Regions from separate parts of the Zea mays genome. Here regions 2 and 3 are each linked to region 1. Evidence: chromatin contacts called from public Hi-C data. All regions are on one chromosome and are shown on one strand. Each heading gives the region's core, a stretch centred on a gene start, on an enhancer-like site or on the middle of the called end of the contact. The rest is flanking DNA. Distances are from core to core; before and after follow the strand shown. Region 1 holds the start of LOC103638587 (ABC transporter G family member 42). Region 2 holds the start of LOC103638580 (thaumatin-like protein 1b). Region 3 holds the start of LOC100501686 (Amino acid permease 6).

Evidence for each region. Hi-C and Micro-C count contacts between places; a contact is called where the count stands out from the background.
Region 2: a Hi-C map of bundle sheath shows a contact between it and region 1, with 2.5 times the contacts expected there. The contact joins the promoter of LOC103638580 here to the promoter of LOC103638587 in region 1. A contact is called at or near these places in 5 of 25 Hi-C or Micro-C datasets (bundle sheath, ear, leaf and 1 more).
Region 3: a Hi-C map of ear shows a contact between it and region 1, with 2.7 times the contacts expected there. The contact joins the promoter of LOC100501686 here to the promoter of LOC103638587 in region 1. A contact is called at or near these places in 2 of 25 Hi-C or Micro-C datasets (ear and leaf).

Annotation. Positions count from the first base shown.
Region 1 is chr9:79,774,588-79,777,966 of Zm-B73-REFERENCE-NAM-5.0, reverse strand. It overlaps LOC103638587 (ABC transporter G family member 42), which reads right to left and starts at 1,558. Exons shown (of 21, transcript XM_008661458.3): 1 at 651-1,558. The coding sequence starts at 1,066.
Region 2 is chr9:79,296,751-79,300,129 of Zm-B73-REFERENCE-NAM-5.0, reverse strand. LOC103638580 (thaumatin-like protein 1b) reads right to left here and starts at 1,822. Exons shown (of 3, transcript XM_008661453.4): 1 at 1,492-1,822; 2 at 659-1,373. The coding sequence starts at 1,543.
Region 3 is chr9:79,410,670-79,414,048 of Zm-B73-REFERENCE-NAM-5.0, reverse strand. LOC100501686 (Amino acid permease 6) reads left to right here and starts at 1,676. Exons shown (of 6, transcript NM_001362815.1): 1 at 1,676-1,902. The coding sequence starts at 1,773.

The DNA of each region.
Region 1 (3,379 bases), core at 309-2,808:
TCATCTCTGGGGTTCGATGTGTGAACTTCAAATGGATTTGTTCAACTGCAATGGCCTCTCATGACGCACGCACCCTCAAAAATTTGCAAGGGAAACACTATGGATAATGGGGGGCAGGAAAGACAGGTTCATCTGCTCTTGGAGTGACCCCTATCAGTCAACCGATCAAAGTCATATTCAGAGGCCTGTATTATGATGGGGATTCGAAGCAGGGAACCGTATTCTAGCTAGCTAGCCAACAATCGACGCGAGCTGAGGGAAAAACATAAGAAAAGAAAAAGGTAGTTTCTTTCTCAAAACATGGTCAAAAGTAGTTTGAAAAAAAAAACGAAAATTGTGTTCATTTCTTGTATCCGAAAATTTGTACATGTTCCTGGTTTTGTGCACGTTTGCAAAGGTGCTCGATATGACGATATGTCCTACACTTTTGGAAGTACTAGAAGCTGAAGTTTCGTCTGGAATCAATTGTTTGGGCACCTCCTGAAGCTAAGATAAAGCGATAACGCTTGTGCTTCCGGCCACAGAAACCAGCATGCAGATTCATCTCTCACCCTGCCTCTTTTGTGTGTGTGTGTCGGCCGGAGCTAGCACTGGGCAAATTAAAGAAAACAAACAGAAGCAGGCGCGCGGCGAGCGTGTTTGTTGCGCACCTGTCGATGCGGTTGCGGAGCTTCTGGAGGAACCGCTGGTTGTCCTCCTCGGCGACGCGGAAGACGCGCTCGATGAACTCCTGGCGCTCGCCAACGCCGAGCTTCCTCACGTCCACCTCCTTGAACCGCTGCTGCTTGCCGCCGTCGTCGTCGTCGTTAACCCCGCCCACGGCGGCGGCCTCCGACAGGATGGCGGTGCGCACGCGGCTGTAGGTGGGGAGGCGCTCGATGGCGGCCCATCGCAGCGCCTCCTCGTCGTCGTCGACGCGGCCGCCGCGGCTGCTTGTCCGGGACCGGGAGCCGTGCTGCGGCATGAAGACGTCGTCGACGCCCCACGCCTCCATGCCCATGCCGCGGCCGATGCTCCGGCTCATCCGCCGCCCCGACTCCCACACCTTCTCCATCGCGCTCTCCATCGCGTGTGTGACTGTGTGTGTGTCTATATATGTGCGCGCCTGTCTCTTGTCTACCGGCCGGTGTCGCTTGATCGGTCCAGGCCGGGCAGGCAGCACCCGGCTCCCGGCAGGTGGTCGTCACGCCGCTCTTGCCTTGCTCAGACGTACTGCGTCCGCGCGCTAGACGCCTGGTGTTGCCGTGCTAGGACGGAGCTCCTCTCAGGCAAGGCCGCAGGCCGGGCGCTGGCTCCTTCTGCGCATGCATGCACGTCAGTGCGGCAGTTGGTGGTGGTGGCGGCGTGCGAGCTGCATGAGTAGCCTGGATTGGAAGGGAGGAGAGAGGGGGGTGAGAGGAGTGAGCCCGGAGGTGGAGTTTATATATATGCGCTGCTGCGGGTGGCGCGCGGGGCGGGGAAATGGCCAACTGAAATTTCCAATTGTTTTTACCAGGCCTAGGTCGCGTCTAGGAGCTACGCTGTGCTCTGGTTGGGTTGGTGGGGACTGGGGGGCGGCGGCGAAGCCCTTTTGGCTTTCGCAAGGAAGCAGGGACCGGAGGACGACTCGCGGGGGCATTTTAGCGGCGCTGCACGCGGTTGACCCGAGTCGACCGCGGTGGGTGGACACAGCCCCGGCCGGTGCTGAGTGCTGAGTGCTGAGCGCCCCACGCGGTAGGTGGACACACACAGCCGCTGCTGAGCGTGAGCGGTGAGGGCGGCGGATGCGTCGTCCGTGGACGTGGCTGCATCATATCGGCAGATCAGAACCAGATGGCAGCGCATTTTTGCGCTGTGTTGTGTTCATGCGTTGACTGTTGAGTGATGTGTTGCGGGAGCGCTGGTGGCCGGCCAGCCGATCTAGCCGCTGCTACACGTACGGTAGGAGGAGTGCCGTACCGTTCCACTTCTAGCGGTCTAGCTAGTCACTTCGTCTGCATTCCGACTTCCCAGCAGTTCAGTGGTTACGTGTCAGGTTTTGGCGCACATGGCTGCCTCTCATTTCGTTCTGTGTGGTGTGGGCAGGCCGTGTGTTTCATGACGCATCGGCCTCGCTACTCGATGGCCGGCCATTGCAGTTTTGGCGAGTTACTTATGATGGTGAAAACGGTCGGAAACGATTGGTAAACACAAAAACCATTTTCGTTTTCATATTTTTCCTCGGAAACGAGATAAAAAACGGTAACTCTAGAAACGAAAACGATATCGGTAATTCGGAAACATAGGAAACGAAAGTTCGGTACGAAAATTACACCGGTTACGATCGAAATCTAAAAATTCGATCGATAAAAACTGTAACTTGTACCCTCAATTGACTTCAAAAATTCACGTAAGTCATACATTTATATAAAATTAATAATAATATATAAGGTAGCAGGCCACAATAAATATATAAAGTAAGAAATCATAAAACAATAAAATCATTATTATGTATTTAAATAAAGTAGAATCAAGATGTGTATAATGATATGGCACTTACATTCTATTTATACACCTACTACTTGGTATAGTCAATATAATTAGTGTCCTCTTGGTACTTCTTAAGTTCTCATTCAAATTATGAATATATGTATCAAGAGTAATAAGAGGTAAGAAAAAATAAATAAGATTTATAAAAGTTTCAAACGATTCTAAACTATATATCATTAGATAAATCTTGATTTTAGAAAAATAATAAAATTATTTTTATATTTTTCTAAGCTAAGATGAATTTATTATGAATTTATAAAGATCAGTTCAGATTTAATATTTTTTCTGAAAAATACCGAATTTATTACCGACGGTAAAATACCGAATAAAAACGGTAATTTCCGGAAACGGTCGGAACAGACCCAAACCGTTTTCGTTTCCGAGTTTTTCTACCGATTCCGTTTCCATATTTTCGGTAACCGTTTCCGTTTCCGTTTAAACCTAAATTTCGGTAAAATTTCGAAAACGATTTCCGGTATCCGAAAAATACCGTTTCCGTTTTCATCCCTACTTATGATCAGCTGCAGACAGATAGCAATAGAGAGTGGCCTAAATGATATGAGTGGCGTGATTTCTTCATCAGGTTGAGAAGCTGGTAGCTTGCGGAGTTACGGTACTAGTATTAGAGAAGATTTTTCTCTAGAAAATTAAGGTACGGCAAGTGTCATATCTTGCCACAAGAGTCTTCGCACCCCCTATGGTAAATAACATATAGATTTACATTTGCATGGTTGTGATTGATGCTAAAGGTGTATTTGGTTTCCGTTTTGGCTGTGACTTCTGTCTCTCAAAAGCCAAACCAAAGACCTCGTTTTAGCCCGCATTTCCCACAACATCCTTTTTTCATAGCCGCTAGACTCTAAATCCTCGT
Region 2 (3,379 bases), core at 573-3,072, 480 kb after region 1:
GGCCATTGACGCGGACACGGTTGCACGCGGTGGCTCGCCCCTGGGCTGGACCTCACCTCACCGGTGCGCGTCCTGCATCTGCGCGTGCTTGCATCATAGGATGCGAGTAGCTGCTGTTTGGTTGCTGTGAGCCAGGTTGTACGCGTGCAAGCTCTGTGTTTGGTTGCCTGCATGTAGATTTAGATCCAGGCTCGCACAATCCTTAAAGCACCCTGGGCCAGGCTCACCAGATACGAGCAGATTGATCGCATCTCCAGAGCCAGGCTCCAGTGATCCTGGCTCACACAGCCAGATTGGCAAGAGAAACCAACCAAACAGACCCTAAACTGAGCGCCAACGAGCACCTTGCGCGGTGTGTTCTGTTGCCGACCGGGTCCGTGACACAAATGGTGATGAGCTGGTGCCTGACTTGTAGCTTCTGGAGCCAGCCGTTTTGGTTTCATGTAACTTGGCTCGCATAGGCATGCTTACGCACACGAAATAATAATAATAAAAAGTGAATCTTTTTTTTCTCGCGTGACACTACACTAGTGACGAACAAGAAACTTGTGATTTGATCCCTAATTAATAATAAGTGCTAGGCCGGCTTCAGTCGTTCAGTAGATAGATAGATATATGTCGTATGAAACGTCGTATCTATCGTATGCGCATGTATTACCTGGTCGTGCTGGGGCAGAAGGTGATGGCGTAGGCGGTGTCGCCGGCGCAGGTGAAGGTGGAGGTGGCGTCGTCGTAGGCGTAGCTGTACGCCCGGGGGCACGCGTTCTTGAAGAACTGCGAGTACGCCGACGGCTTGCAGGTGCTGGGGTTCCCGTAGTCGCCGTTGCAGCAGTACTGCGCCGACCCGAACGCCTCGCACGCGCTCTTGCAGGCCACGCCGCCGCCGCCGGAGGACGTCGTCGAAGCCGCCACGCGCAGGTCGGCGGGGCACGCGCCGTTGAGGTCCGCCATGCAGCCGGTGGGCACGCAGCTGCCCCCCGCGGCAGCGGCCGCGCCCTGCGGCGCCACCAGCATCGGCAGGTTGTACCCGTCCACCAGGCTCACGTCGTAGAAGTCCATGCCCCCGCTGCCGTCCATGGTGAACTCGGCCAGCGTGGCCGGCGGGGCGGCCCCGCCGCCGCCGCAGTCCTGCCTGCCCGAGCCGCAGTCGCCGGTCACGCAGGCGAACCGGCCCGTGGCCGCGTCGGTGGAGCAGAGCGTGCGGCCCCACAGCCGGCCCGACCACCCCGACGGCACGCTCAGAGCGCGCGACTCCCCCGGCGCCAGCGCGAAGCCTGTGGTGTCCACCCCCGCGGACCCGGCGCTCGAGAGGATCCCCGGCCACACCGTGTGCTCGCAGTTGTTGGCGATGGTGAACGACTTGGACGCCGCACCTGTTCCATTTCCAACCGGCACCGAACCAAACAGCGCAGCTAGCTAGATTACCAAACATGCATGCATTGGATTGGAATAGAAAGAAACGGATCAGAGACCTGCAGCAGCCTAGCTTACCAATAATTGAGGCAGCGAAGAAGCTGACCAGGGCTAGGTGTGCTCTCGCCATGATATTGCGGGCGGGAGAGAGAGAGCGCTCTCCGCTTCCTCTTGTGCGCCAGGATGGATGGAAACGTGATTTTTGTTGTCAACGGTGTGGGCATGAGCCGCTCATATTTATAACAAAGCGCAAATTGGTACGGGACCCACTACTACACTCCGATTTTTGCTACCGTATTAACTTGAACCAAGCACGCATATGTCAAACAAAAATCAAGATGACCCGTCCACGTCAAGAATGGTGAACAATAGCGAAGTCAATAAATGTTGCACGCAACCTCAACCTTAGCATCAACACATCGACCAATCAAGACAAGTAAGCGATGCTCACGCGGTATATATGTCTCAAGCTAGCTAGTGGTCAAAGACAGGATCATGAAGATAACGAACCGTGATGACATTTTTGAAAGGCTTAGGGTATGTCTCGGAGAAGGGGATTAGAGAGGATGATATTTTTAGAAGGTTTAGGGCATGTTTGGGAGTAGGGGGATTGGAGAGAATTGAGGAGGCTAAAATCGTTTTGCTATTAAATTTTGAATAGCAGGGACGTAGGTTCTTTAGAACTGAACCTCGAGAAACAAATTGTTGTGTCTTGTACTCTTTACTTTCTGCAATTTGTTTTTTCCTCTCTCTATAAGTTCATTCTATAATCTTGACTTGTGATATTGCTATCGTATTAATTCGCAATCAAGAAGAGCATCAAGTGCAAGAACTTCCCTCTCTCCTTACTTTATATTGTTTAAGATTTTGAGCTAACATCTAATTTGGAAGTCAAGTGTGCTTTAAGTTGTGAAATTTCAGGGTGTTGCCTATTCACCCTCTTCTAGACAACTATCAATTGATGTTGGTGCTCGGCGCTTGATTTGAGGGTCTAACAATCTGAAGCGATGTCGGGAGAAGAATCCCAAGGGAAGGAGATGGACAACCATAAGGAGAAGGAAGTGGATAAGACGCAAGATGAAAAGCCCATCGACTCGCACCGCAAGAAGGATGGCAAAAAGAAAAGGATGAAGAAGGTCGTCTACTACAAGACCGACTCATCTACATCTCCATCAACATCAAGTAGCAGCTACTCCACCTCCAAACATCACCAACAAAAGATAGTTAAATATAACTTTAATCGCACTTTATTTAATTATTCTCGCATTCCTTACAATTCAAATACCCAATTATTTTTCATTCCTATTGGTAAACCACCTCACTTTGATGGTGAGAATTATCCATGGTGGAGTCATACGATGAAAAGTCATTTATAATCACTCCACCCAAGTATTTGGGATATTGTTTAAATAGGAATTGTTGGTCACTTGTTCTCAAATGCTATAGATCAAGAACAAGGCAACACAATTGTTAATGGTTAAAGACCTTCATCCTTCGAAGCATCATTTCCTCTCGGATATAATGATCTTCAGATGAAGGTCATGAAGGATATACCTTCTGTTGGCCCTTGTTCAAAGATGCTATACATCAAGAACAAAGCAACACAATTGTTAATGATAAAAAACTTTCGTCCTTCGAAACATTATCTCCTTTCGGGTATAATGATCCTCAGACGAAGGGCATGAAGGGCATACCTTCATCATCTCAGTAAACAAATACAAATGAAGGTGCATAAAATACGAAAGAATGTAAATAATGATGACATATAGACAAATTATTAACATTCTCATTTCATAAACGTGAGTAAATATTCACAATATTTATATTACATTGATACATTCGGCTTGTCAGAAGGTGAAAATGTGAGAGTGACGCGAGAGCGATTACAATGCAGCGTGAACAGTACATCGGTACTGTTCATCTATTTATAGGCACAGGACGCAACCCAGACAAAATTACATCCATG
Region 3 (3,379 bases), core at 427-2,926, 360 kb after region 1:
ATACCATGGTACTCAATTTTGATCTTTGGATCACTTGAGAGGGGTTGAGTGTAACCCTTGAACGAAGGAGGTCGCCACAACATGGAGTAGGCTTTGGCCGAACCACGGAAAAAATCGTTGTATATCTTGTCCATTTACTTTATTGCAATTTCCATCTTCCTTTGAGCATAAAACTTCACTTACATATTGCTCCTAGTTTAATACACATCTCAAGTGAGCAATCAGGCGAAGAGTCTTTCTTTCTATCCTCGTCTTATCCGAACTTGATTTTTAGTCACTCTAACTCATAATTTGGACCAAGGTTGTGTTGTTTTTAGCTAGTTTTGTAGGATCACATATTCACCCCTCTAGGTGCTCTCAAGAGCGACCTACCAAGCTACTATTGAGCAACCGTGCGAGGTGGAACGATCGACCAACTCCTGACCGAGTAACTTGGTGAGGTGGAGGTCCCAGTCCGGTACTGCTGACCCACGTCAGCTGCTACAAGACATGTCATCCCTGAGCTACGTCTGGACATACGTGTGGCACACCTAAGGCGCGTCGGGAAGTTGCTGTTTGACATAATTGTATGCCCCCACTTACGGTCCCAAATGTACCTCGCTGTCGGGTGGGGTCGGTCAAACCCGGTCGTGGGGGACCTCAGCACCGGGGTCTCTACAGTGACTCGCGTACCGGGAGGGACACGACGATATGCCACACTGTGTGTATGCCTACACACGACGGAGGGTGACACAAGGATTATGATGATAAGCAAGGTTGCTCCATGCGCGACCGCCCCATGAGACTGACCGACGGGACCCGCCATGCACTACTATGAGGTCATCAGTGCCATACTCGCTACAGGACACGCATGACGGGCGAGCGGAGCGGTACACCATACCAGGAGTACGCTACGCACGACCCTACGGACGACATAAGAGGGACTACGCCACCCAAGGGGAACATGCATCACACTCTCATCAATAGAATACAAGTCCTCTCTTTAAGGTTCTACCCTTGAGGGCTAGACCCCCTCCTTCTACACACGCGCACCAGTTGTAACACGCGCCAAGGCAATACTACGATCAACACTATACCGGACTAGGGCACAAGACTAAACCAGTATAAACCCTCTGTCTCAATCCCCATGTTCGAGTCCCAACGATTTACCATTCCAGTGAATCTGCGTCCCCCACCGAACACAAATCTTATTATCCTTCTAGTTTCTGAAACCACGACAATATCTGATCCAATTATACCACTAGTGTATGGGTCATTGTAATCCACAGGGAGAGTCATGAGCAGTGCATAATACGTTTATACAGTGCTTTCAACAAAGTGAGATTCTTTGGCTGCACTTTTCTAATAATAGTAATTGCCATTTACTTACTATAGCCGTACTTTGACTCCTCACGCACGTTGACGGCATGGCAGTTGGCAGGAGCCGATAGCTGAGACCCGTGATTGTGCTTCCAAATCCAGGCCGCGGGCCAGGTTGCACGTGTTTTATTGACAGCTTTCTTTTCCACGTTCAAATCTGGCTCGAACTACTCGACTGTGCCGCGTTGTGTCCGGTGTGCCGTGTGCCCATGGCAGCCCTGTGCTGCGTTGCATTGCACGCTCCTAATCGCGTTGCCACACTACTCCCGCGTCTATAAAAATCTGCCGCGGCCCCTCTGGCCCTCCGCGCGCCGGCCGCCCTACTCGAGCGGGCTTTCTTCTTCGAGTCAATAGGAACCAAAATCCCCCAACCGCCCCAGCGCACGGCCCGGCCGTCTCAGGCGTCCGCGGAGATGACGCAGCAGGACGTGGAGATGGCGGCGCGCCACGGGACCGGCGCCGACGGAGCGGGATTCTACCCTCAGCCGCGGAACGGCGCCGGCGGCGAGACGCTCGACGACGACGGCAAGAAGAAGCGCACGGGTACGTATGATCGAACAACGGATCTCTAGCCCCGCCGCCGGCCGTCTCTTCTCTTCGGCCCTCCTTTGTTCTGCTGCCTTCGCTGGGAAAAATATTATTGTGGGGCAGTCCGACGTCCATACGGGGCTTGGTCACATCGAAGCTTTTCGGCTTCTGATTCGAAGTGACCGATAATAGAGCCTGAGCGCAGTTCTTCTTGTTTGGTCTGGAATACTTGATGTTCTCGCAATATATGGATTTGCATGGACGGATTTAGGCTGGTATCAAACTATACAAACCATTTCGTAGAACACCGTTAGAGCATATACAAAATCTAGAGACTTCAGCTCGATTTTCCGAAACTAAGAAATTGCATGATACAACTTTAATCTCCTAAATCAAATCATAAGTATAGTAAAAAAAGGACACAATATACAGAGATAGTCCTGTAGAGACGGATTATTTATAAAAGAACCCGTTTTTTACATAACTTTTTAGAGACCACTTAAAAGATATCTCATTTAATTGGTTTGTACATCCCGAAGTTAGGAAAAAAACATATTGACCTCAGCTACGACCAAATTTACCATGGGCGGTGTAGTATATATCATCTGCCTTGTAATCACATCAGCCATAATGATAAGAAAGTGGCTCAAAACTTCGGTGGCATCGACGGGAGTAGAATCAGCAGGCGTGGCAAAGGAATGTGGCGTACGCCGTTCGCGGAATCATGACGTGCGCAGGACCCAGCCAGAAGCCAGAGGGGGACGACGGCAGCTGTGGCATCGTTGCCTGATTAGCTCGTATTTGTCTTGTTGTGCACCCTGAGCAGGGCCGTTCCTGACTTTTCAGGGGCCCAGTGCGAAATCCGATATCGAGACCCATCCACACACAAATATATATATATATATATATATATATTATGCACTATTTTAAAGTTTACAAGATAATAAATGTAAAATATAGCAAAAAACATTTGTTATCTGATATTATTAAAAATATCTTTTAACATTTTGTGATACAAAGTCATCTCTTATATCATTGAGATCAATCTCATCCAACAACTTTTTTTCGATATATAGAATCAGCAAGCCATTTAACATCTCTTGAGTTATTGTTGATCAAAAATGGTTCACAAAAACATTTCAATTTTAAAAAGCTTCTCTCTGCCAAAGCAACTATCATATATACAGTTTATAATACTCTTCCTATATCAAAATAGAATTTGTTTTGCTTCTTTAGTGGATTCATCATCATCAATATAAACATAAAAATCAAGAACTAAAACAAATATTATTTTGAAACGGACGGAGTATTCGATAAGTAATTGAGACAGTTTAAGAATATAAACGAGACTAGTCGATAACTCGATAATGTATCGCTCTTTACGTATTTGTGTCTATAATAGATAAATTTAATAGAAAAAATGCTACCGTACAGTGGCTAGGGGCCCCTTTATTTTTGGGGGCCCGGTGCGGCCGCACCCTTGGCACCCCCA